Regions from separate parts of the Mus musculus genome. Here regions 2 and 3 are each linked to region 1. Evidence: chromatin contacts called from public promoter capture Hi-C data. All regions are on one chromosome and are shown on one strand. Each heading gives the region's core, a stretch centred on a gene start, on an enhancer-like site or on the middle of the called end of the contact. The rest is flanking DNA. Distances are from core to core; before and after follow the strand shown. Region 1 holds the start of Zranb2 (zinc finger, RAN-binding domain containing 2). Region 2 holds the start of Odf2l (outer dense fiber of sperm tails 2-like). Region 3 holds the start of 2410004B18Rik (RIKEN cDNA 2410004B18 gene).

The links. Promoter capture Hi-C pulls out the DNA fragments that hold promoters and counts their contacts.
Region 2: a contact with region 1 is called in a promoter capture Hi-C map of pre-B cells. The contact joins the promoter of Odf2l here to the promoter of Zranb2 in region 1. A contact is called at or near these places in 3 of 39 promoter capture datasets (the C10 cell line, cranial neural crest and pre-B cells) and 1 of 484 Hi-C or Micro-C datasets (pre-B cells).
Region 3: a promoter capture Hi-C map of pre-B cells shows a contact between it and region 1. The contact joins the promoter of 2410004B18Rik here to the promoter of Zranb2 in region 1. A contact is called at or near these places in 1 of 39 promoter capture datasets (pre-B cells) and 1 of 484 Hi-C or Micro-C datasets (CD4 T cells).

What each region holds. Positions count from the first base shown.
Region 1 is chr3:157,532,594-157,535,708 of GRCm38.p6, forward strand. Zranb2 (zinc finger, RAN-binding domain containing 2) reads left to right here and starts at 1,572. Exons shown (of 10, transcript NM_017381.3): 1 at 1,572-1,881. The coding sequence starts at 1,826. It overlaps 4930592C13Rik (RIKEN cDNA 4930592C13 gene), which reads right to left and starts at 1,497. Exons shown (of 2, transcript NR_152231.1): 1 at 1,417-1,497.
Region 2 is chr3:145,117,016-145,120,130 of GRCm38.p6, forward strand. Odf2l (outer dense fiber of sperm tails 2-like) reads left to right here and starts at 1,574. Exons shown (of 17, transcript NM_001162538.1): 1 at 1,574-1,767. Gm40163 (a long non-coding RNA gene) reads right to left here and starts at 1,398. Exons shown (of 2, transcript XR_867692.2): 1 at 1,328-1,398; 2 at 1-100.
Region 3 is chr3:145,936,429-145,939,543 of GRCm38.p6, forward strand. It overlaps 2410004B18Rik (RIKEN cDNA 2410004B18 gene), which reads left to right and starts at 1,586. Exons shown (of 3, transcript NM_025555.5): 1 at 1,586-1,900; 2 at 2,470-2,668. The coding sequence starts at 1,631.

The DNA of each region.
Region 1 (3,115 bases), core at 322-2,821:
CACATGCTGATTTCACAACCATCTGTAACTCTAGTTCCAGGGGATCCACACCTTCTCCTGGCCTCTGAGGGCACCCAGCATACATATGGTGCACAGACATACATGTAGACAAAACACCCACACACATAAAAGCACAGCTAATACTCAGCGGTGCCAACTGATATAGAACCATTACTCACACGCAAGACTGAGCCTGTGATGCCAACCCCAGGATTGCTTGCTAAAAGAAAATAAAAATTCCACATTACCCAAGATAAAAATCCAGGAAAAAATCAGTGATTATACAATATGAAATAACTGGGAAGGTGTGGACAATTATCAGAATAAAATACATCCAAGAGCTTTCAAGTGAGATGATCAAGATGAATATAAGTATCAAAAGTGTTAGACATTAAAACCAAAGCAGTTTAATGATTTTTTTTTCTCCTGGATAAGAGCTATATGCGAGAAATATAAATGCCAGAACCCGTGTGCACAAATGTTCACGAGAGTTGATCAACAATGCCAAAACATAGATTTGGGTGTTAACTGTAAGAATATTTGCAAGAATATTTGCATGGGGGAGGGGGGAGCTAGAGAGATGGCTCAGTGGTTAAGAGCAGTGATTGCTCTTCCAGAGGTCCTGAGTTCAGTTCTCAGCAACCACATGGTGGCTTACAACCATCTGTAATGGGATCGGATGCTCTCTTCTGGTGTGTCTGAAGACAGCTACAGTGTACTCCTATAAATAAAATAAATAATCTTTTAAAAAGAATACTTGAATGCACGTTGTGACAAAGTGCAGGGTTTGGGGCTTAACTGTCACAAGAAAGAATTGTGAATATGCATGACTGAAATAAAAGTGAGCTACATGCAACTAACTGCAAACTCAGAAACTACGCGGAACTAAAAGCAACCCTCTGTCACAGTAAATTGTACCATTTCTCACTTTAAAAAATAAGCATACAGTATATGAACTAAATCTTTTATAAAGAACGAGAATAAACCCAAAGGGCCAGTGTTAAATCTGGGGAAAGGTAGTGAGTTGGGGTCAGAATTGTATCAATACTATTTCCTATTTCTAAAACCTTGGGGTGGCTCCTCTGTGTACAGGGCTTATCTCTCACACATATTAAATATTTTTAAAGCTAAGTTTTTAAGCAACAGCCCAAGAAGGAGAGATATCTCCCTTCATTAATATGACTTTTCCATCCAAATACTAAGCAGCCTAACTACACAAGCCAGGTGGAGCTAAAAGTGAGACCCTATGTTCTCACAGGAAAAAAAGTTTATCTTTTTGACGTGGCCTACAGAAGCCTGACAGAGGTTCCAAGTGGTATGTATGAAACAGTAATGTCCGGGGCAACCTGGTTTAATCCTCAGTCTCTGTCCAAAAATAAAAATAAAGTATCTTCTCCAAAGACTCGAGCCTCCCACCTTATTGCTCGCCCCAGTAAACCCTAGGCAACGCGCAAGCCCGTGGGCTATCGAGCCGCGCCGAGTCACTTCCGCCTCTGCGCCCTAGCCCCGCCCCGGAAACGGAAGCGCCTTTCTCTAGGGTCCTTCGGCCTGCGGAGAACTCGGCTGCGATGGCCGCCGGGCCGGGCTGTCCTCACAACGCCTGCTCAGGAGCTCGGTAAGGCCGAAGCGAAGCAGAGCCTCAGGACGGGCTGCTGGCTCCTGGGCGTCGTCTCCGCACCGCTGCTCCAGGCTCGCGGTCCGGCGGTGTGAGTTCTCCCCCACCCCAGGGAAGGGCGGGTCCGGCGGCGCGAGGACAGCCCGGCGCGAGGCCCCCGCGGCTCCGGTGGGGACGTCGCTGCGGGCGGCACTGCTGCTGGCGTCCAAGATGTCGACCAAGAATTTCCGAGTCAGTGACGGGGACTGGATCTGCCCTGACAAGAAGTGAGCGTGGCGGGATACCGTGGGACCTGGGGTGGCCGGGAGGTCCCTGTGAGGGCGGCGACGGGGTCGCGGCCTTTGTGGGGACGGCGGGGCGGTCGCTGCCGGCCTTGAGCGGTCGCGGGCGGCCCGCACGTGACCCCGCGCGGAGCTGAGCTCACGGTTCAGTGGCCCTGCTCCGAGCTCTGCCGGGGCCGCTCGCTGTCCCTCCCTCCCTCCGTCCCTCGCTCCCTCCCTGCGGCCGCCGTGCTTTCGGGCCTGCGATCCGTCCCCAGTGACTTGGCTTTTCTCATCCTCCTGCCGAGAGGCAGGAGGCCTGGGCACGTACGTGGCCGGGAAGCCGGTGTGCTCCGCTTATGGCCACAGAGATCGTTCTGAATAGGTGTCCCTATTTTTAAAGAAAAGTGATGTACCAGCTCGTGTTCTTGGAAAGCCAGAGTCAGAGCTGAAGGAAACCCGGGTTTACTCTTCTGTCTACTGCAGAGCGTCTAGCCTGAAGTACCTTTGCTAGAAAATACATTGCTCGACTACAGTTAACACCGAAATAACATGGGCAGTGTGTGGAGAGCAAGGAAATGATGTCACTCAGATCCACTTGGTTGGTATCAGACTGATATCAGGCTAAGCATACCAAGTCAGCAGACTAGAACCGAGATCCTCTTGGACTGTCACTGCAGGAACTGTGTGACACTTTGGAACCCTTCAGAGATTAAGACACCAGCCTCTCTGCCTTCTGTGTGACTCGTAGAAAACTGTGCTCTTGTGTTCTTACTGAAAGCACCCATGTATATTTTGGGAGGACCCTTCATTCAAAGTCCTGTACACCTAAACTCGGCAGAAACTAAATGTTATTTGTACTGAATATGTAAATCAAGGAGACAGTTTTCAGAATATATTTTCAGTTTTACTTGGAACGTGTGTATTTTTTTTTAACAGAAAAAGGGACCTTAAAGTTGTCTGGAGCCATTCAGTTTAGTGTTACACTTCCTTTCACTATTTTATCTCATTCATTGTTTTTTAATAGGGTGGTGGATTCTTTGTCGTTACTTATTTAAGCTTTAAATTGGAGTATCTAACTGCTTTAACAAATACTAAAGTAGTGCAAGTGTGTGAAAACTTAACTAGTTAATGTCATAAGGTTACACTTTTTTCTGTTGGTTGTGGTTTTGTTTTCTGTTCTTTAGTTTTAGATTTGATAAATACTATAATACTCAAATTTCTTTACAATTTAATTCTG
Region 2 (3,115 bases), core at 324-2,823, about 12 Mb before region 1:
AGGAGTAGAGTCCTCATGATGAGATCTGTGTCCTTACAGGAGGTAGGTGAGATCTTGCTTCTTGCTCAAGTGAGAATACAGCAAGGAGGCTTCCAACCATCTGTAAGCATTAGGAACAGACAACTCACTAGCAGCCAGATTGGTTGATTCTTGAGTTGGGTCTTCTGAGATTCTAGAAATGTGATAAATATGTTTCTGTTCTTTAAACAACTCAGCCTACGCTACTTTCTTATACAAGGCTGAATTAAGACGTCTATTACCAGTCTATCCATGGCTGCTCATGTACCCAGCATGTCCATATTGAATGTCCCAGGCAACAGAGAGAAGAGCTTCAAGCTACTTATGCAGAAGGTGCATATTGAAGTGGCTTGTTGTTTTTGACTGTGGAATATCATTCCATTGTATTGAATATGTAATCAATTTTCCTGCTGGTAAACATTCAATCTACTTGCCATTTTTAGCTATTATAAACAAACTTGCTATTTATGACTTTCTTATAGAATATTTCATAAACATGTATTTTCATTTTCCTCACCTAGGCGAACAGCTCCCTATGGAAACTCCCTAAGAAGCACAGCATCTGGCTCTGAAGAGCTTGTACTAGCCATACTGAAGGGCCGACAGTTCAGCTCCTAGCTGACATTTCCCATAGCTACCATTTTACTCTATCTACTAGAAGTATGCGCTGCTTCGATATGCTGTTCATTTTTATATCTCTTCCTGTGGTGGAACCTGAGGGAGTGGAGCGGAGGAACGAGGCAGACTAACGCCGCATGCAATAGCCAACTTTATTCAGAGCATCAGACAGTGTATACCCTGAGTGCTAAGAAAGGTCACTTGAGTATATAAGAAGGACAAGGTGCACGCGGCAAAAACATGTTTGTTTGTTTGTTTCCCATAGAGGCAAATAAATGGATAATAGCCAGTTGTACAAAAACTCGGACGTAAACTCACTCCTATCTACTACACCTGGGAGGTGCATGAAAACATTCCAAGAACAATGACAAAACTCCCAAAATCTCATAAGGAAAACAAAACAAAACAAAATAAACAAACAAAAAACCACTACTAGGTCCTACCAAGATCTCATTTGGCCGGTTCAGCAGTTTAGAAAGCACAGCAGCTTTATCTAAGGACTTAGGAGGACTTGAACGACATTTTGGAGAACCTGCTGACTATGTTTTTAAAGAAGAAAAACTCCTGTGGGGGATAATGCCATACACTGGAAAGGTTTTTCTGTCTTGGGTTTTTTCAAATCCTAGCTACAAAAAAGGGCAAAAGCAGGGAAGTCATTTTTCGATCCAGTGTCAAGAGACTCGGAACGGACCTTCCTTCCCTGCTAGGATGAGAGCGGTTGAGATTTTCGGTCAGCGACGCACAAAAGCTACGCCTTTTCTCAAAGCTAAAGCTTTTGAAAAATCTCACTAGAGAAACCAGAGCAGAGACAACCCCCCGCCGGCCACGCCCCCTCACTCCCTCCAATCACAGCAGGAACGGCGCTCGCGCTCTAGAGCTCCCGACCAATTAGCTGCGTCGGAGCGGGCCGATGAGGGCGGGGCGTCCGTTTCCACAGAAACCGCAGGCCGGTTACTAGCAACGTTGAGCTCCAAGGTGGACGCGCTCAGGCCGCCGCTGCCTGTTCTGGTGACTCGTCAGCTTCTCTCCCCGCGCTCCCTGCCCTTCCCTCTGGCCTCCTACTCTCTCTGCACTCTCCGCCTGCTGCAGTGACCCAGGGCCGGGCAGGCCTCAGAGAGGCCTCCGGCCATTGTAGGTAGTGGCGGCGGCGGGGGATGACGTCAGGGCGACGGGCGGACGGGCGGGCGGGCGCGAGTCTGGGGTGGGCTCTGAGGGCGGGCCGCGCGTGACCCTAGGCACCCGGAAGTGAAACCCGTGGTGCCCACCCCTCCTGAACAGTATGTGTTTGGTGCTCAGGTCCTCACTGTCACCCAGAGGAAAGCGGACATTGTGCCCCTGCTTCCCGCGGTGTGGTCTCGGGGCGCCGGGGAGAAGTTAGCGGGGGATAGGGTCCCTGCAGAGCGAGGGTCCGGGTTTGGGGGTGTTTCCGACATAGTGTTTTCCTAATCTTGAGCTCACCCGATGCCAGTCCAGTTCTTGACGTACCCCGAGTCATGTCCCCTGTCTCTGGCACTGAATATGTCAGTTGAGTAACCTTAACCTAACGGTGGCTGCTATTGGTGACCCTAAAGACCAAGTTTCTCTGTCACGCCATGGCTTACAAGGGTGTCAAATGTTTGAGGGTACGAGTGCCTCTGGTTTAGGTAAAGGATCAAACTGTAGAAATCGTGCCTGTTTGTAAGCTTTACTTCATACCTTTGATTAATGGTGAGACCGGCCATATTTGTAATTTTTAATAGCAAAGTATTATTATTGCTGTTTTCTGCTAATTCTACAACTGGTGTATATTAATAGTTTTAGTCTTTGCTTTTCGAGCGTCTCAAGATCTGAGCAGATAGCCTCATTTATTCGTCACTTTTGTTAACTCCATACAGACAAATGGGAGTCAGGATGAGTATAGAAACGATCCGTTGCAGGCCACTGATGCCCCCAACCCCCACCCTCTGGTTTAGTAGTTCTCCATTTATGACTGCTTCAGCAATGACTTTCTACAAAGAACAGATAGGTCTTCAAGGTTGTTCTGTAAAATCAGTTCTGATCAACTCAGGCTTGTAAGTAAATTTAAGGTAGGTTGGTTAATTCAGGATAATTACTTTAAAAAGGAGAAAGTGGAAAAAACGTGAAGATTGCTGAGCTGCCCCGCAGAGTGGGCCAGATGGCATCTAAGTTTAAAGGTGGGATAAAGTAAGATGAGTCCAGGGATTCTACTTCTTGCTCAGTGTGTCACCGTGACTCTAAACCACCCCTGTTGCTGTCCTTGATGGTCATCCGTGGTCCTAACATCTGCAGTATCCTGGGATCTTTAACCAGTGGCCTCTTCTGTCCTTTCATTGTACCAGTCCTCAGTTTCTTTCCGTGACACTTGCAATCCTTGTGTATCCACTGCATTTCTCCAATAACATCTCCTGGGCTTTCCTTAGAAACCCTTGCCTAATCATTCCAAGCCTCGGTTTGTATTCATTGCCTCTTCAGTCCTGAG
Region 3 (3,115 bases), core at 336-2,835, about 12 Mb before region 1:
CAGAGTGAGTTCCAGGACAGCCAGGACTGCACAGAGAAACCCTGTCTCGAAAAAAAATATTTATTTTATGTAGATGAGTATAATGTAGCTGTCTTCAGACACCAGAGGAGGGTATCAGATCCCATTGCAGATGGTTGTGAGCCACCATGTGGTTGCTGGGAATTGAACTCAGGACCTCTGGAAGAGCAGTCAGTGCTCTTAACCCCTGAGCCATCTCTCCAGCTCTCAAGTTTAAATTTTTAATGCTAGAGATTCTTTACCCCATCTAAGAGCCTTCTGCCAGCCCAGCATCTTGATGCTACTCTAAAGTTTCCTGGACATCCTGGGGTTTCACTTGTCCATGTACCTTCCCTATGGTTTTTCCCCAAACTCATTATATAAACAAGCACGGCCACGGGTGTCGGAGCCTTGTACATTCACCCCATTTCCACCACGCGCTGAGATTACAAATACACACCACCATGCCCAGTTTATATGGGTGCTGGTACTGGAACCCAGTACCAGGCAGCGAGCTCTGCCTCCTGAGCTGCACTGATTTGGTTCATGTTTCCGGAGGGTAACCGGAAGCTCTGAATGAGGACTCCTCTGGACCGCTCCTCGCCCATCTTCCCTTGGTTGGACTTATGCTATATTTGCTGCAGTAAACTGTAGCTATATACACGTGGTTACTCAGCTTTCAGCGGGTTCTACAATTTTGTCACATTACCAGGCTGGAGGGTGCGTGAGGGGACCCTGAATTTGCTAATGATGTCAGATCTGAGGATGATTTGGGTAACCCAGGACTTTGTACTTTGGGAACAATTGTATCTCTGTCAAGTCTAGGTACTTGGACGGAAGGAAGTTTTTCTAGAAACACTCAGACCTATTATCTCAGAAATTACAACCCAGCAATATTCCTTGATGTACTCCAGGGACGGTCACCAAAATAAATACTAGGAATATAAACCTGAACAAGGCAGTCTAGCCCGTTCCATTACCAGACTTCGTATTTTTCTGTAGAATTTAGCAGATAAGAATCAGACCAAATGGCAAGTTATTAATGACTATGTCACCTCTGACCAGGCATTTTTAACTGGGATCTAAATATTTACAATGGTACCAACTTGGGGTGGGGGGCTGTAAAATTTCACCATTGACCTCTAGTTTGTGGCAATACTCCGGTCTCATCTTCTCAAGTGCTGGGGTTAGAAGTGTGCGCCCCCACCCCCTGCTTGCTTGTTCTTACTGTTTGGTAGACAACGTCTCCTGCACTGTATTAGCTGTTAAGAAAGGACTTACATGCACCTCGCTGGCCCTCAAATTTGCCTAGGATTATAGGTATGCATGTTTGGTTTTTCTCTGCTTTAAATTACAAGCCCAGAGTGTGACTGTGGCCACTGATTTCCCTCCGGGTATCCTAAGGCTCCCGCTGCTTTTTCCCAGAGATCCTTAAGAAAAAACAAATAAATAACTTGCTTGAGGGCTGTGGAATCCCCGCCTCCAGCATCCTTCCAATCTCCGCCCATGAGTAGGAGCGCGGCTCCGCCGCTAGGGGGCGCAAATGGATAACTCGCCAGCCTGGGGGGCGGGATCAGCCGTGGCTTCCGGCTTCCGGCTTCCGGCCGAGAGAGGGTGGGAACCCGCGGCCGTCATGGCAGCCGAAGAGAAGGACCCGTTGAGCTACTTCGCGGCTTACGGGAGCAGCAGCTCCGACTCGTCGGATGAGAACAGCGAGCCGGAAGACGCGGGTCGCAAGGAGGCGGCCTCGGCTCCGACGACGGGCGGCCGCGGGAAGCAGGCGGAGAAGCGGCTGCCCGGCCCGGACGAGCTGTTCCGCAGCGTGACCCGCCCGGCCTTCCTCTACAACCCGCTCAACAAGCAGATCGACTGGGAGCGGCATGTGGTGAAAGCGCCGGAGGAGGTGAGATCCCCGGCCCCGCGGCCGCCCCGGGGCCCGACGCCCGCTTGCCCCTCCGCCCGCTCGCCCACCCCCGGCTCGCACTCAGCCCGCGCCGCGCCGCGCGTCCCCACGGCCCCGGGAGCCCGGGGGGTGTCAGCCCGGGCCCGCCCCTCCGCGCTCGGGGGTCCCAGCCGGGCGACGACTAACGGTGGTGACTCCCCGCCCCCCGCTGCAGCTTCTCCCCGAGACCCCTTCCCTTTGACGCCGAAGTGCCTGCGCTGCTGCCTCCAAGACAGCGTCTCTGCTGCAGCCTCCTGAAGGGGTCAGCCTGGCCGTAGTATCTGGGACTGCATCCTCCTTTGGTAACTAAAAGTTATTAGCTTTATTTATCCAGGGAACCCTTTGACTTTTTCACCTAACAGTGTTGTGATGTTGATGGAAAAAAAAAAGTGTCTTTTAAGCCTAAAGGATTTTAAAAAAGAAAGAAAGAGGAAAGTCAGCCAGAATGATGAGCAGGGAGGTGCATGCGCTCGTATCCATCGCGGGAACCTCGGTTCGTCACAGGGTTTCTTAATGTGCTTACTCGACAGCCTCCAAAGGAGTTCAAGATCTGGAAGTCCAACTGCGTGCCGCCCCCAGAGACCTACACTACTGAGAAGAAGCCGCCGCCGCCAGAGCTGGACATGGCGATCAAATGGTCGAATATCTATGAAGACAATGGAGACGATGCCCCACAGAACGCCAAGAAAGCCAGGCTTCTGCCTGAAGGGGAGGAGACAGTGGAATCAGGTAAGAGAGAGGAGTGTTGTTGTTTAAGATTTCAGCACTCAGAAAGAAGAAAATCCTTCCGGACAAGGTTTACAGCCTAGTGAGTTGGAAGGCTTGCCCAGAAATTGTCTTTGGATGCTAACGGTCTTTCGATCGTTCGGGTTTTTTGTTTTGTTTTGGGGGGAGACAAGGTCTATGTAACCTGAATGTTCTCGGAACTCATTATGTAGACCAGTCTCTTGAGTGAGGCCAGCCCAGCCTGTCTGTGCCTCAGTATCTCAGTGCTAGGACTGAAGGTGTGTGCCAGCAACCCACGTTTCCGCTCCGTTTGTAAGGATTCTGCCTGAAAGTAGTCTCAGAGGTCTCTGGGTATGATGCCTTATTAGAGCGGCGGGTGTGAACTCGCTCGCGGGTCCTTGTCCTGCATTTGTGACCCACTGAAGGCTTCGCTTCTGTTGAGACAGCAGT